4 separate regions of the Drosophila melanogaster genome follow, and all the other regions are linked to region 4. The links are chromatin contacts, called in public Hi-C and targeted proximity ligation maps. All regions are on one chromosome and are shown on one strand. The core of a region is the stretch at or near the end of the contact, and the rest is flanking DNA. Distances in the headings are between cores, read along the strand shown. Region 1 holds the start of cnc (cap-n-collar). Region 2 holds the start of glec (gliolectin). Region 3 holds the start of CG46310. Region 4 holds the start of lncRNA:CR43475 (long non-coding RNA:CR43475).

Region 1 (3,512 bases), core at 829-3,328, 600 kb after region 4:
TCAAGTGAGATTGTTATCGCTTATAAGCCAATTAATGGAAACTTGATCTTATGAGAATTCATCGCATTAAAGATTTTGCTAAATTTTCAATCCATGTAATCAGATTTCGTACTGTGCACCTGCGCAAAGATAAATAATATGGGCAGTACCTTAAGCATATTTCATTATGCAAATCATTCTGGTCCAGGTATTCATATTTATAAACAGTGAAATCACAATACAAACTTAGTTAATATCGAACGGTTTTTTCCCCGAATCCAAGTCAACATTGCAAATCTGTTCGAGTCGAGATAAATAAAAACAAAACCAGTTTCTTTAGGTTTTTTTATCTGTGGCTATACTCTTGGAATGGAAAAGAAGCGCTTTTCGAAACATTTTGTCAAAAGAAGAAAAGCTACTTTATTTTGGAATAGAAAACATGAAAATTAATCAAGAAATTCTAATCGATTTGTTCTATCAAGGCAGTATTGTTTATTGTAATTAAAATTTCACCAAAATTTCATTTGTGGCATATGTTTAAGCAAGTTTAAAATAGATATAATAGAGAATAAGTTACGCTTATTATGATTTTTTCTAGTAAGATTTTACAATCTCTGAAGAGAAAAGTTTTCTTTGTCTTCGAGTACTTTTGTCACACAAAGCAAGAGTATTGCCGATTTCACGTGTGTAAGTTGATTTGCCCGTGTTGATTTTAATAAATACCCTCTGTTTGTTGTTTTCGCAGTTGTCTGAGGCAGTCGCTTGATGCCTTGACGTAGTTTATAATTCGAATCAACTCTGGGCTTAATTAAAACTCGTAGAAAAATGCGAGAAAAAATGTGAGAAACAAGCTAACACCAAGCAGGCAAAGTTCAAAACAAGCCTTGCGCGGCTGATCTCAAGTATTCTTTGCCCCGAACACACGGTACATATTGATTTTAGCAATTACCTGACAATCTCGCCTCAATAGGTGAGTGAGAGAAAGAGAGAGGGGGTGGGCTAGGGGCGGTAGAGAGAGAGACAGCCAGTCCGTGTCTAGGGATCGTCATGCAGTTTGACTTTTTAATTCGCGTGGGGGGATATATATTTTTAATAATAAACTAAAACGAAAATGTCGTGACAAAGTCTTTAGAAGCTGCCGAACATAATAGTCGATGGGGCGTCTCAATTGTGGGTTTGTTATCCAGATAGGTATATATTTTCCGTACACACTTGTATATAGCTTGAAATCTTTGAAGCGTAGCGCGTTCATTTGATTGTTTTCAATATTATTTAATTGTTTGGGGGAACAAGTGGAACTTGCGTTATCATTATCATTAGCAAAAACACACACATCCAGGCAAATAATGTAAATATTCACGTATATGTCACTGAGTCCATAGGTTTTAGTTGTTCAAGAGTTTTTCGTGAAGAGAGCTTAAGAGAACGAGCACCGATGACCACATGCCGGTAAATTTATGCGAAACATTTTGTGCGCAAAATTTCCACAGAATTATTCTATATATGTAAACTATTATTTTGCAAATGTGGGCGAATGAGAGGGAAAGCCAAAAGTTTTGTATTAAATTGAACTTGTTGATTGGGTCGAATGAATGCCTAGAATGCCAAAACACAGATACACACACACACACACACACGCAGACTTAGACAAACACGGGCACTCACACTGCGGCACTAACAACTCATTTCCACGGGGGGTATGGTGGCGGTTAAATTAACTTGACGGGCTTAACGACGCAATTGTTGTGGCCCTTCAACTGCCCGGTATTAAATGTTATTATTTCGCACCCGTAATTATAATTTATTTAACTATTGTTGTATTTCTTTACCTACGCTTGGTACCTGCAACTTTAGAACTACGTTTTTTGTTTTGATTTTATATGGAAAAGCGCGCCACGCTCAAAACACTTGCTCGATAAAAAGAGAGCTTTGTCGAATATTACGTATACGACATGTAGTACACTTAAGAGTATCCACAATATCAGCTGGTTGGGTGGCAAACAGAGCGGTGGCCAGGGGGGGGGGGGTACGATAAGTGAGCAAGCGAGCGAATGGCTGGTCGATTGTAATTCACTGAACGGCTGTTCAAAAAACACTGACAAAACTCTGAAAAGCCAATGGTCGCCGCTCGCCGATTCAGCTGTTTGCGTCGGCAATAAAACAGAGAGAGAGACGAGGAAGCGACAAAACCAAGCAGAGATAGAGAGGGAGAGAAGAGAGAGAGAGAGGGGACAGGCAAACGGCATGGGATGGGACGCTCTAGAGGCCCCAACTGGCTGATAAAATAATAGCGAGCAGATAGCGCAGGGCAAGTGCGCTGTCGCAGTCGGCGCCTCTGTTAACCTGCTGTGTTGTTATTAATTTGAGCGCCAGCTTCTTAATTGATCCGCTAACACACACCTGTGCACAGCTGTGGTGGTATTCAAACGACTTCTTCCGCTTGACGGCGCCAATTCGTTGAGAGCGAGGAGAATCACAGTATTTACGCGGTTGTTGGCACTGTAAATTGCGTCTTTTGATCAGCGCTTATCACTATGATTGGTGTAACCAAATCTGGTGGCCAGTTTATGTTGGGACTAATCTGCCAGGGGGTAAAGTTAAAGTGCCAGGTAAAGTTCGATTGGTCGGATTTTTTTCTGGAGGTTATTTTTTACCCAAGGGTAAAATTCCTGCCGGTTAATTTAGCTGGGGGTTCATTTCTCCGGCGGTTAGTTAGTTTATCCGGAGTTTCATTTATCTGGAGCTTAGTTTATCTGGAGATTAATTTGACCGCCGGTTAAATTATCTGGAAGTTAATTTACCTGGGTGTAATTTGCCTGCCGGATATATTTTAAATGGGCATTAGTTTGTCAGTGCGAACACTCATATGGTGGGGGGGGGGGGGGGTCAACTTTTACCCGGCAGTATGCTTTGCATGGGGCGGAGGTTATGTTATCTGAGGTAATTTTCAGGAGATTAATTGGTCTGGGGGTAATTGTTAGGAGGTCTGGGTCTGATGGTTGTTCTATCTAGGTGATTTCTGTACCCCACACCGAGCACACGTTACAACCTTTATTGATCGCCGGACCACACACATAGAACCACGAACAACTTAAATTATATTACCATAATATTTACAGATTAGTTATCGTTTTTATTAATATTCCCATTTGACTTAAACTACATTATGTAAATATATATATATATTTATATATAGATGTGTATATATCATTAGCGTACAATTAGGTTTACGTCTTTAGAGTTGCTCTGCCTGCTTTTCATTGCATTCTAGATACACTTGGTATTTTCCATACGCGAAATTTAATATAAAACCTAATAGACAATGCATAATTACTAATTTTTTCTTTAAACTGATGCCGATTGCCAAAAAATTTCTTCTAATAAAATTAACTAGAATTGATATTTGATCCTTGAATTTCGAAAAGGCCATTCTTCAACTCCAGGACAAAGCGGGAGTAGGAGTTCGGAACGGGTTGAGGATAGATTGTGTGTTTGTTTTTTAGAAAACTTAATGGAACCCAAATAAGATAAGT
Region 2 (3,522 bases), core at 11-2,510, 770 kb before region 4:
AAGGGGAGGAATTTTATAAGGGTGACGACTGTGGCAAAGGACGAGCACAAAGCAGAGACTGCAAGAGGAAGGAACAACGGAAAATGCAACTAAAATCAGGTGTCTGCTTATTGGATCATCTATATAAGAAGTACATGGGATCTTAGTAAATAGAACATACGTACAAAAACCGAGGAAATGTATGAGATAATTCGAAGGAGACTTTTTTAATTTTAGAGATTTCACTATATTCTGATTCTGCTCTGATTCTTTGGGAAAATTTAACAATAACTTGAAAGTATATTAAACTTAATAACTTGGAACCAAAGAGTAATCATTATTCGTATATTTTGAGCAAGCACCCAGCGTTTCAGGTGAAACAAAAACATGCAAATCATGGAAAAAAAAAACCTACCTTTGAGGCCTTGTGGCTGCCTCGCATATGGCTTTTGGCCATGTCGCGTGCAGTTGGCCAAATCCGCACTGCCGTTGCTTTTTTTGCGATCGCTTTCCGGGCATTTCTGAAGGATCAGCTTTGCGCTGGCGGAGATCTGGGCGGGAGTCAGGGCCATGCCCCTCGGCGCTTGGCTGACTGCCTTTGGATTGCACTCATCGGCATCGGTGCTGGATATCGTCCTTGAGGTCGGATACCGCATTCCGCGCAGGACCTGACAATGGGCATCCGTATCAGCATCCGCATCCGTATTCGCATCCGCATCCCGATTAGATTCCAGCTGGATGTCATATCCGTAGCGTTCCTTAACGTATAATCTCTGCGTGTGCTGCTCCTGGGCCAACAGCTGATCGATATTCGAGTCCCCGGGAGCGTTATTGAATAGGTTCCGACAGATTCTCTTCTTCTCCGATGCGCTGGGCGGTGGGCGTGGCACGGGGGCGGCGAGAAATGGGCCCAGGGCCATTGGCGGACACAACATGGCTATGGTTTTGTATAACTTGTTTTCTTTGTTTAAACTTTAGGTATTTTTGCACTTTTTGGTTTATTGCTTTTGAAGTATTCTCGCTTTGTTTCTTCTTTCCGCTTTCACTTGAACTTTCACAGCGATCACTGCGCGAAACTCACGTACGCATTTTAGGCATTGCAATTGCAGTTTAAATCGGTTTTCTATCGCTGGCGAATTTGTTGTATGCGTTTCTTTTTCTGTATCGTAGAGAGCTAGCTGAACTTTACGACTTTCACGCGAGCCAAAGAGAGCGAAAAGAACGCAGCTGGAGCAAACGCAAGCGACCGAATTGGTGGAGAGTCAAAGACTGAATCGCGCAGAGACCAGGGATTCAGCAAGTTATATAGCTTATATGGCGCAGTGTGACCAGTTGCTCCCGCATCGATAACGCTTTACTTTCGCTTTTGGCCCGCCGAAACGGTCACTCTGCGCTCTTTCGTGACTCTCTTCAGCATTTTTACGCTCTCTTACATTTGGGTATCATTAACATTAGGGTGAAATGCACAGAAAAACATACTTGAAAGTGATCTAGAAAATATTTCAAAAATTATACATCGAAGCTATAATATTCAATATGCTTATAATATATGTTTATTTCCATAAAAATTGTTTCCTAGCACCGCTATTGCACTTTTAACTGCAGCAGTTTTGAGAGGTGGCGCGAGTAGGGAACATCTCTGGCTACTGAGATGACGTCATAAATTACATTTACTTCCTTGATGTTCAAATGAATTGAAGTGAAATTTTAGAAATTTAAAATTAAGAAAAATATCATATCTCCAAGTTCGTATTTTTTTTTTTACTCAAGGTTGGCCATCAAACTGAATTGCATTGCAAGCAAACATATGATGAATTCCAAGTAGTTTATAAATTAAATCGATGACATCATAACACCCAATTTGAGATGCCAACATGCAGTACCTCAAACACAATGCCACACCTCACTATTAAATGTATCCCATGCAAATAGAGATTCCTAGCTCAGAATAATGCAGTTGCTCATCTTATACTTACGATATTTACATGTAACAATTACGGAAAGTGAATCCGTTTTTTGTGTGCCAATTATAGGCCGTGTAAATACAATTAGTTATGCTAGGGACTGCTGGCTCGTTGCTATTTACCTCGCACAAATACTGAGCTAAACGCTAACTAACTGATATGTTAGCGCGTTTTGGGCCCTAACTCAAGGTCGAGTCGGGCTTCATGCGGCATTAAACGGCCTAATTGGCGGCCAGACGTGGCTAGAACAAATTGCCAGCGACAGGAATACGAAAAATTCAAAATAGTCAACAAAAAATCATAAACAACTTTCGCGCCTGCGGCGGCAATTCAAGCGTATCTCGAACAAACGAAAGTGAAAACCGCATAGAAATAGAGGTAGTAGGTTGTAGTAGTGGTATTGGTAGTAGTAAATAATGTGGACCACAAGTCATTTCAATTTCAATAATGCTGAGTCAGCCGAACCGATAAACTGGCCCCCACTCCACTGGTGGTTGGTTAGGAGGCGCAGCTGGTGTTACCTCGAATCGGAGGAGTCTTCAGGCCCATTTCGTCTGGCTCTTTGACCGATTAGTCATTTTAAAGAGTGCCCCGGACAAAGGACGCGCCCAAAGGATTGCGATTTATTATTGTTTTCAGGCGTACAGTGGGCCCTCGCAAAGGGATACAGATGGTGTCTGTATTGGCTTTATAAGCTTTTATAAGAATTTTCGCCAGAATGAATAAATGTTTTTCTTTCTTATCATCTTCATATGTAGTATCTGCTTTACAAACAAATGTATTGTTTCTAGAAGGGATACCAATTGAATATATTCCTAGATATATTACTGCAGATTATTCACTTATTACTTTCATGTATCGAACTAAATAAATCTCAGCAACTCTTAGTAAAAGTTTCGCGTTTCCGGAGATTACTGTATAGAAGATTGATATCCCTTCCTCATATATTTTTTGGCGCGATGTCCAATTCGGATTGGCAACTACCTGCTCGCGAGGTGAATGAGGGGTTGAGGATCGGATGGGATGGGATGGGATAGGATCGGATCGGATCGGGTGGATCGGTGGCACAGGTCGTGTCAGAGTAGGTCTGTGCAAAAACCAACCCTCGCGCCAAAAAATCCACATAATGACGTGGCACTCGAGAGGGTAACAATGCAGTTGGAAATGTGTGAAAGTTTCAAAAGAGATTTCCATTCTACCATTTCAACAACTGCGATTCAGCTTTGTTTTTTTTTTAATATCTCGTAGCTGCGCTGATTTTTCACTGTCGAATGCATGTCGTCGCGTATATTTGTATCTTTCAGATGTTTTCTGGGTACGTGTCTGGGTCTACTGATGGGCTACTTTTCCGTCGTCACTTCCGCCGCACGCATCTTGTCTGCGAAAAACTCAAGCTGTTTTCCGCCGACTGGCTGGCAGAAATTAGTTTATGGGCCACGTACCATGTAACCCCGGCTCAAAAGGTCAGAAACCATTGAATGATAATGAAATGAATGAACCCAGGAGCCAACGCAACCGATCAATGGAACTGTCGCACGCGCTGCGCATAAGGTTAACTGCTGTTTTAGTGTCGGAACGT
Region 3 (3,983 bases), core at 504-3,003, 550 kb after region 4:
GATGATTGTGACCACTTGGCAGTGGGTTGGGCAAGATTCGAACGGTCAATTATCGGCCATACGTACGTTGTAAATTGATCTGCGGAAAGAACTGGAATTATTTAATCGTTTTACAAGCGGTACTAAGTGCATACATTTAACATTTAGGTGTTGGGAACCCACTACAATTAACAAAATGAGGGGTAACAATCATTATTTTACCTAACACACAGACTGTACTTTGACAATATTGCTAACCTATTAAGGTTTTGCCTGATCAATTTTTTCATGAAAATGGCAAACTGCAATTTATCACGTGCTAATGTACTATCTTAAATTACTATTATCTTTAATTTAATTCAATACATTTTGATGAACAGTTGGTGCTTTTGAGTCTAAAAACTTAAGAACCATGTCATGTCGTTTTTAATACTTTACAGAAGATAATTTAAAAAGTGTAAGAAGTGAAATAATGGGTTGGCTGATGAATTGATCCATATTTGACATCATCATGTGATGGAAAGTATAGTTACATATTCTGAAACATTTACTAAGCCTCAAGACGTAACTGCTGTCTGAAAGGGAATACGAGGAAATGATAACTGCTCAAAGGATTACCATTCACAATCAGCACTACTTGATCCTCGAGCTTATCTGAAGTGAGCAAGAGTGTGCTTGATGGCTTGATCCATCTGTTAACTTGTCCATGAGTCCATCAGGTGATTATGAAGCCTACAAGTTGGTCGTGTGCAAACCCGAACCGCTGATATCAAATATCAGGGCAATCGAGAGCCGACAATAAATTAGTCGCAATGCAAACGTAACTTTTTTAACGGGATGTTTGTCAGGAGTCACATGCACCACGGAATCTATTTTGGGTGATACGGAGATACGGAGTCATTTCCATAAGCCGCTAATCATCTAACGAATTTTGATTGAATAAGCAGGCGTGCTCGATTTGATTATCGCATATCGTGGCTAATATACAAATATTTTTATAGAGACGTGCAGATATTAGTATTTCACTGTCTGATGGTATGCATAAATATGTACACACATGTCCACATTGATGACACTAATGAAACTGCAGTTATAAATTGAGTTTTATGCGCGCTAATTGGCGAAAATCTTTAAACTTGATTGTCACTCCGTACGCGGCTTACCCTGCCCGCCAGTTTCCGACTTATGAATATTGTTTAAGTGTCTTTTGTCTCTGGCGATTTATTAAAACGATCGGCTGTCAGGCAATGTAACTGTTTATGGACACGCGGCGAATTCGGGACATTAATTGCCTGATTTAAGGGCGAATTAAAGTGGTACAGTGAGAGAAAAGTCTAATAATAGCTTATCTGAATTTTAAAAACTCGAAAATTATTTATATTAATTTATATTATAAAGTATCCAATCCAAGAAAATTAGGTTATGCGAATGTTGTAATTAGATTCTAAGTTCTTGTTTTTCTCCGTGCATAATGAGAGTTCTTTCTGTTTCGCTCTGCTCTTCCTCTCTTGCGCACTCCTTCCCCTAATCTCTCACAACAAAAGAAATGAGCTGAATTTATCAGCTGTTGTATTTCATGCTTGAGAGTGTTTGCCAACCGGGCGTATGTGTGATTTTAGCAACGCGCTGTTGTCACTCTGTGTGTTTGCTCTGCCTTTGCTTTTGCCGCTGCTTTTGCTCTGCGCTGTGGCTGTGCTGCCGCATTGCTGCTATCGCGTCTTCCACTTTAAACTCAAAATAATAAAAAGCAACAAAGCTGTCAACCGAACGTTTCAGTTTGAGTTCAGCCGTCTTCGCAGAAAGTTATACACCTGCGCCGCGCTCTCGCTCGCTCTCCTCTCTCTCTCTCGTTGCAAGATCCCCAAAAGAGAGGCAGCACGGAGCTACTTAAAACGCATTTCGTGCCACAATTGGCCCAGTGGTAGCAAAGACACCGTTAGAAACAGTTCTGTCATCGCTAACAGTTCACCGTTAGCCACAAAGTGTCACTTTTAACTCAAAACTAACTGTGCAACCGCTCTCTGTAGCGATTCGTTCGGAAAACAAATTATGCTCGCCTTTGTTTACTTCAAAATAAAAACCATATTTGCCTTTCCCACCACAAAAAGAACGCATTTGTGATAAAGAGCACCCACTAAATAAAAAGGGAGAGAAGCACATCATAAATATCGAAAATACATAAAAAAAAGTTCGCAAAAATAAAAACCCGCAACCGAAACCTGCCTCACACACGAGTTTATCCAACGATAACGTCATCCGCTTTGCCAACAGTATTAAAGTTAATCTGAAAAGTGCTCGAATCTTTTGTTTTCAATCGTCATAATTGTAATAGCAACAACTACAAAATCAAATTATAAATAATAATACCAACAACAATTGTAGCCAAGGTTGCCGCGAACAGTTTCGTTTCGTTGTTGTTTTGCCCGGTGAAGGAGGAGCTGTCAATTCAACATCTCTGCCGACGTCGCTGTTGCCGTTACATTTCAGTTGCTGCCATCGCATAAAAACCAAACAGAGATCCCCAAACCGCGACAGAAACAGCAAATTTACATAGCATTATACACGTTACACAACGCAGCAGCGCGTGCCAGTGCAAAATCCCAAAAACACCTAAGCCAAATCGAAATCCTCGAGTCCATACAAAACACCACGAAATTCCTTTTGGCCAAAATGAAGCGTCTGATGACCTGGGAGCGCGATCTGGTGGATGCCATGTACGAGTAAGTTGGTAGTGCCACAACTACACTCACCAAAAATATACATCTTAATATAAGAATACTTTGTGCAAAGGGAATAATTAATTGTAGTATACTTTAAATGGTGACCAATTACTATGAATAGTTTAAGATGACTAAACGTTAGTCACTGCAATATTGCCACATATGTATGTATGTATCAGTTTGATGTAAAAACCACTCTGTTTTTACTCCGTGTAAAAGCCTGGCTTAAATGCCCCCAGCTAAACGATTTCATTTATCACATGCGGCTTTTAAGTTTATGGACGGGTTTCCAAATGCATTGTTTGAAAGCGAGAAGAAGCAGCACGTGCTAGCCGCCACAAGAGAAAAACATAACAAATGGCAGCAAAACTAGTTTGTTTGCATTGAACTCGCGAGCAAAGTGAACTTGTGACAGAGAGCAAGGCGACGCATCGTGCACATGGGTATGAGATATAGCAGTGTGTGTGGCATATAGGGTACAGTACGGCCCAAAAAAAAAAAAAAACCAAAACAAAACAAGGCGTATATAATGAGGATGGCATGGCAACCGAACTCTTATAATTAAATGCTGCATCAGCTGCTGCTGTCGGCGTATAAGAGTGGCACATGTTTTTGAGATCCACCAACCCCCCAACCCCAAGGCAACTCTCTCTCTCTCTCCGCATCCCTCTATCTATCTCTCTCACACAGGAAACCGGGTGACATGACCCTGTCTGCCTCATATCAATCTACACAGAGAGAAAAAGATACAAATTCAAAATATGGTGTCAGTATTTTACTAATAGTCTTTCATATCCTAAAAAAATTATTTAAACTCTCTGTTTCTATATGTACTACATAGGTTGGTTTAGCATTAATTAGGTCATCAATTCATCTCCAATTTTCTTCCTGTGTAAGTGCTGCCAGTTGAATTTAAATGCCGGCATTTACCTTTATGAATAAAATGGAGGCCGGGTGAGAAATGCTTAACGTGCATTTACTTACCAATTTGGCGATATGCCACAGACACAGACCCAAAAAAAAAAAAAACACATTTGGGGCTTGCCAAAGGATTTTTACCTGTTTAAAGCCTTAAGATATTCGAGTTCGCTGCACGCTTCTTTGTTTGCTCAATTTATAAAGCTTCAAGTCTATTTGTGTTGGCCGAAATTTATAACTATTAGGGCTTAACCGCCAAAGATAAACAACATTAAAAAAAAGATACCAGGAAATTGCTTATCTGGGGATTTTAGGGTGTTACCGCCAAGAAGGTCAAGACTTAGGGCGTTATGCAAATTTTATTTA
Region 4 (3,636 bases), core at 175-2,674:
TGCCCATTTAAGTATGCAATGCAAGGGGCTTAATGAGGCAAAAACATTTGTAGTTTTGCGAAACACATGCCGACGAGTAAATAAATTGCTCTAAAAATAGTCAAAGCACGCTGGCAAATAAATTAAGCGATCCGATCCCACCCCCTTCCACCATTCCATCCTTCCAGTGGTGTAAACAAAGAAAGTCCCAGACAACATTTGGAATAATTAAAATGCCAAGCAAAGGCAACTGGAATGCGGGCGGCCGCTGCTTTGTTGTTGTGCATTTGGTTGATAAATTAAGCAATTTGCAGATATACAAAAGTGTAGATCAACGAAGGAGGTGAGGAGGGCTCTGAAAAGAACGCGTGGAAGTCGACCCCCCATCAGCGTCCAATTTCCAGATCATGTGAGCACTGGAAAATTATTTTATTTTTCCTTTTCGCCGCGTGTGCGTTTTTTGTCTATAATTTCACAGTTATTTATGATTTGTTTAGCTAAAGGCCAGTGGGCAAAAAAATATAGGGAACTATAATTTCCCCCATTTTACGCACTTCGCACTGGTTTCCATCTGCGTTTTTGTGCGTAAATGAGCCAATTCCAGGCAATCCCATCTGTTCCGTTCCCAAATCCCCAATTGCAACAACAAACATCGTTTTACATTTGTGAATTACAGTGGAGCTTCTATAGGAACATTTTTCAATTTTACAGAAACTGATATTCATTTAAATTTTCAAAGAAACTAAGTTAATTTTGGATAGTTCTGGAAAGTTAGTTGCTGTCTTTTTCCATTGTCAATTGATTCCAATTTCCCAGTTACGGTAGGTTTGCCTGCATCGCTTTTTTGAACAATTGTGCACATTAAATTAAATATCCGGCATGCTGCTTGTTTTTCCTGCTTCTTTTTGTTTGCGTTAATTTTATGGAAGATAATGCGGGTCATATGCGTTCTGTTCAGAAAACTCCAGGCGGAAGATACATATACAATATGTATTTAAAATTTAAGTACAGGAATCGTACGGATATGTGAATGGAATTTTTACAATGCCCACAGACGGCGATTAACGACTACTTTTGTGCGGCCCAAAGTGTGGGCAATGCGATGGGAATATTTACTTAATTTCTTTATTGATCAATGGAAATGGTTTATATCGGCGTGGGCCACTTTCCCACTTGGCAACCGAGGATCCAAGTGATGACCCATGAGCACCATTGAAAAGTGAAATGCGGCACGCGACGCCCATGCAAATGTGATAATTAGAAAGTCATTATGGCTGGCAATCGTTGGCCATCTAATACCAATGGGTGACATCTTCGCTTGAGGTGATACATTGCATACACACATAGAAAAAGTACTTCCTAAAAGGGAAATCTAAGCAGTAAAAGTGAATCTAATCATTTCGAAACACGAACAATTCAGATTATTACCTGTATATTAAAAATTATCAAACGAACTATAATATAAAATCGCATCTACACATCTATTGATTCTACGTCTCGAATTCTCTTCCTAATTCCGAACCCTGAATTTGCGCAGAATTTAATGCTGATCGATTTGTGGCATTACAAACAGCTAATTTATATGGACCAATAAACTATTACTAAATGGCGTAATCCAATTTGGCGTACATCTAGAATGCAACGCAGGGTAAACACCACGAAGCTGACGAGTTCAAAGATCATTCGGGGATCATTCTTGGGCTGGGGTATTCGCTGGAAGCCAGGTGCCGCCATACGGACAACCATCAACGGATTTTACGGACACGCATTAATGGCCATTGATTGACGACGACTCGAGCGTAAATAAACAGCTTCCAGTGAAAAAATTATGAAGAGTTTTTGGCGTAAACAAATTTGGAACTAAAATCATATCGGAACGGAATCGAATCGAATCGAAACGAGGCGAATCACATTGGCGCCAGCTGGCGAAGTACACTCAACAAATTTTAGGGGGCATGTGTTTGAAAATATTTAAATCATATTTAGTTTTTCGTGAAATAAAAATGTATTTTAATTTTCATTTTAAATTTGTATTCTAAAATTTTTAATTATCTATTCAGTCTTGACCTACTACTTGCATTGCCGTCTTATTATTGACGCTTTAGATGATAGATTTTAATAATTTCGTAAATATTGTTGAGTGTACTCCCAGGCGCGATTAATCCCACTTGGGTTGTGAATGGAATCTAGAAGTGACTCACTCGCATGACGTTGGTGGTGTCGCGCAGCGGAGGCGGCTTGCTGAAGTCCATCTGCTGCACTGCATCCGGATCGCTGAGGGATCTGCGCAGCGTGGTCACCGATGCGCGCTTGGAGTGAAAGGAGCCGCGCAGGAAACGAGCAAATTCGCAGGCGGCATTCTTTCCCACACGACAAACTGCCCGTGGAGGCGTGACCTTGAAGCTGGGCAGGAGTGGAGCGTGCATCTCGAAGGAAGAGTCCGGAGAGAGATTGCGGCTATTGGAGCTGCCCGACTGTGAAGTGAGATTGGAGCTGGCCGAGCTGATGCCGTCGTCGTGCTCCTCCTCGTCCTCGGAGCTGGTGGGTACTTCTCCGCCAGATGCAGCCAGTGGACTACAGCCCAGTTGCTCCTCCACCCGATCCCTGGTCACTCTGATCAGCACTGGGGAATCGGCGCGATTATCCTCCATCTCTGGCTCACTGAGTTTTCGGTTGCCACTCCGTCTTTTGGTGGCCGAACTGAAGAACTGCAGCACGCGGGAGGCACTGCGGCAACTGCGTCGTTCCGCCTGGACACGTGCCATGGCCATGGGTGGTGGCATCAGGTCCTCTGCCTCTGCGCATTTCCTAGGCAATGGATTCACCAACACTTTCTCCTCCTGCACGGTCTCCGGTGCAATTGTTATTTGCGGTGAGGCACTGCGTCTGCCACTGGCACTTTGATAAAACTCCTTGGCCTTGCGGCATATGTATGGTGAGCTAATCTTGGACTTGACCTTCGGTGTGCTGGCCTGTCGCTCTTCGAAGTCCTGCACAAACCGGGTCAACTGTTCGCGATCCAGCTCCGTGAGGCAGCGATGCCTGACATGTTTGGGCGTGGAACCGGCCGAGGATCCAGGATGAATCCGCTTGATCTCGAAGCTGCTGTCAAAGGTGCCGGAATCATTCAGTTGGCTCAGCGACTGGACAAACCGTTCCACCATGCTGGCGATGGTTGGTTCCTGCTTGCTTGCGATGGGTATTCTGGAGCAAGTGCCTCGAGTGGTATTTGTATTGTTCATGACGCGCACTTGCCTAAATGGGTTCAATTCAATTTGATTATTACTTGCACTTTAAAAGCTTGTGGCAATTAAAAACGCAAAGTTTTCTTTTTGTGGGAAGGGAGATGGTACTCCCAAATTGTTTCGATTTTAGCCACGTTCACGCTGCTCGACTGTTCGCGTACGACTGAATTTCCCCGGCCAACTGGCCAGCCGCCAAAGGTAAACTTTTCACGCAAAGTGGGGAAAAGCTATGCAAATTTCGAGAACGTATGTACGTATCTCTCTGGGACGCCTGCGCCCTCGAGACCTCGTAGACGACATGCGGACTTCTTCAAATGGTTGAGTAAGCACTTTTTTTTGTTATGGACTCTCCACGCTGTTTACTGCTTTCTTCAGACGTGCGATTCGCATGTGGAATACCTAAAGACTGACG

The links. A called contact is a pair of places that touch in the nucleus more often than the background predicts.
Region 1: a targeted proximity ligation map of the Kc167 cell line shows a contact between it and region 4, with 2.6 times the contacts expected there. A contact is called at or near these places in 1 of 107 Hi-C or Micro-C datasets (embryo) and 1 of 7 datasets of targeted methods (the Kc167 cell line).
Region 2: a contact with region 4 is called in a Hi-C map of the Kc167 cell line, with 2.5 times the contacts expected there. A contact is called at or near these places in 2 of 107 Hi-C or Micro-C datasets (the Kc167 cell line and the ML-DmBG3-c2 cell line).
Region 3: a targeted proximity ligation map of the Kc167 cell line shows a contact between it and region 4, with 6 times the contacts expected there.

The regions. Positions count from the first base shown.
Region 1 is chr3R:23,224,633-23,228,144 of dm6, forward strand. cnc (cap-n-collar) reads right to left here and starts at 2,079. Exons shown (of 10, transcript NM_001260333.2): 1 at 1,813-2,079. CG4467 reads right to left here. Exons shown (of 13, transcript NM_001043282.2): 13 at 3,095-3,512.
Region 2 is chr3R:21,855,006-21,858,527 of dm6, forward strand. It overlaps glec (gliolectin), which reads right to left and starts at 1,261. Exons shown (of 2, transcript NM_079719.3): 1 at 395-1,261. The coding sequence starts at 914.
Region 3 is chr3R:23,172,120-23,176,102 of dm6, forward strand. It overlaps CG46310, which reads left to right and starts at 1,754. Exons shown (of 4, transcript NM_001347788.1): 1 at 1,754-2,699. The coding sequence starts at 2,029. The coding sequence ends at 2,100. The region is part of intron 2 of Irk1 (Inwardly rectifying potassium channel 1); the gene reads left to right.
Region 4 is chr3R:22,627,373-22,631,008 of dm6, forward strand. lncRNA:CR43475 (long non-coding RNA:CR43475) reads left to right here and starts at 1,425. Exons shown (of 1, transcript NR_048466.1): 1 at 1,425-1,927. All of the region lies in intron 2 of loco (locomotion defects), which reads right to left. It also overlaps asRNA:CR43474.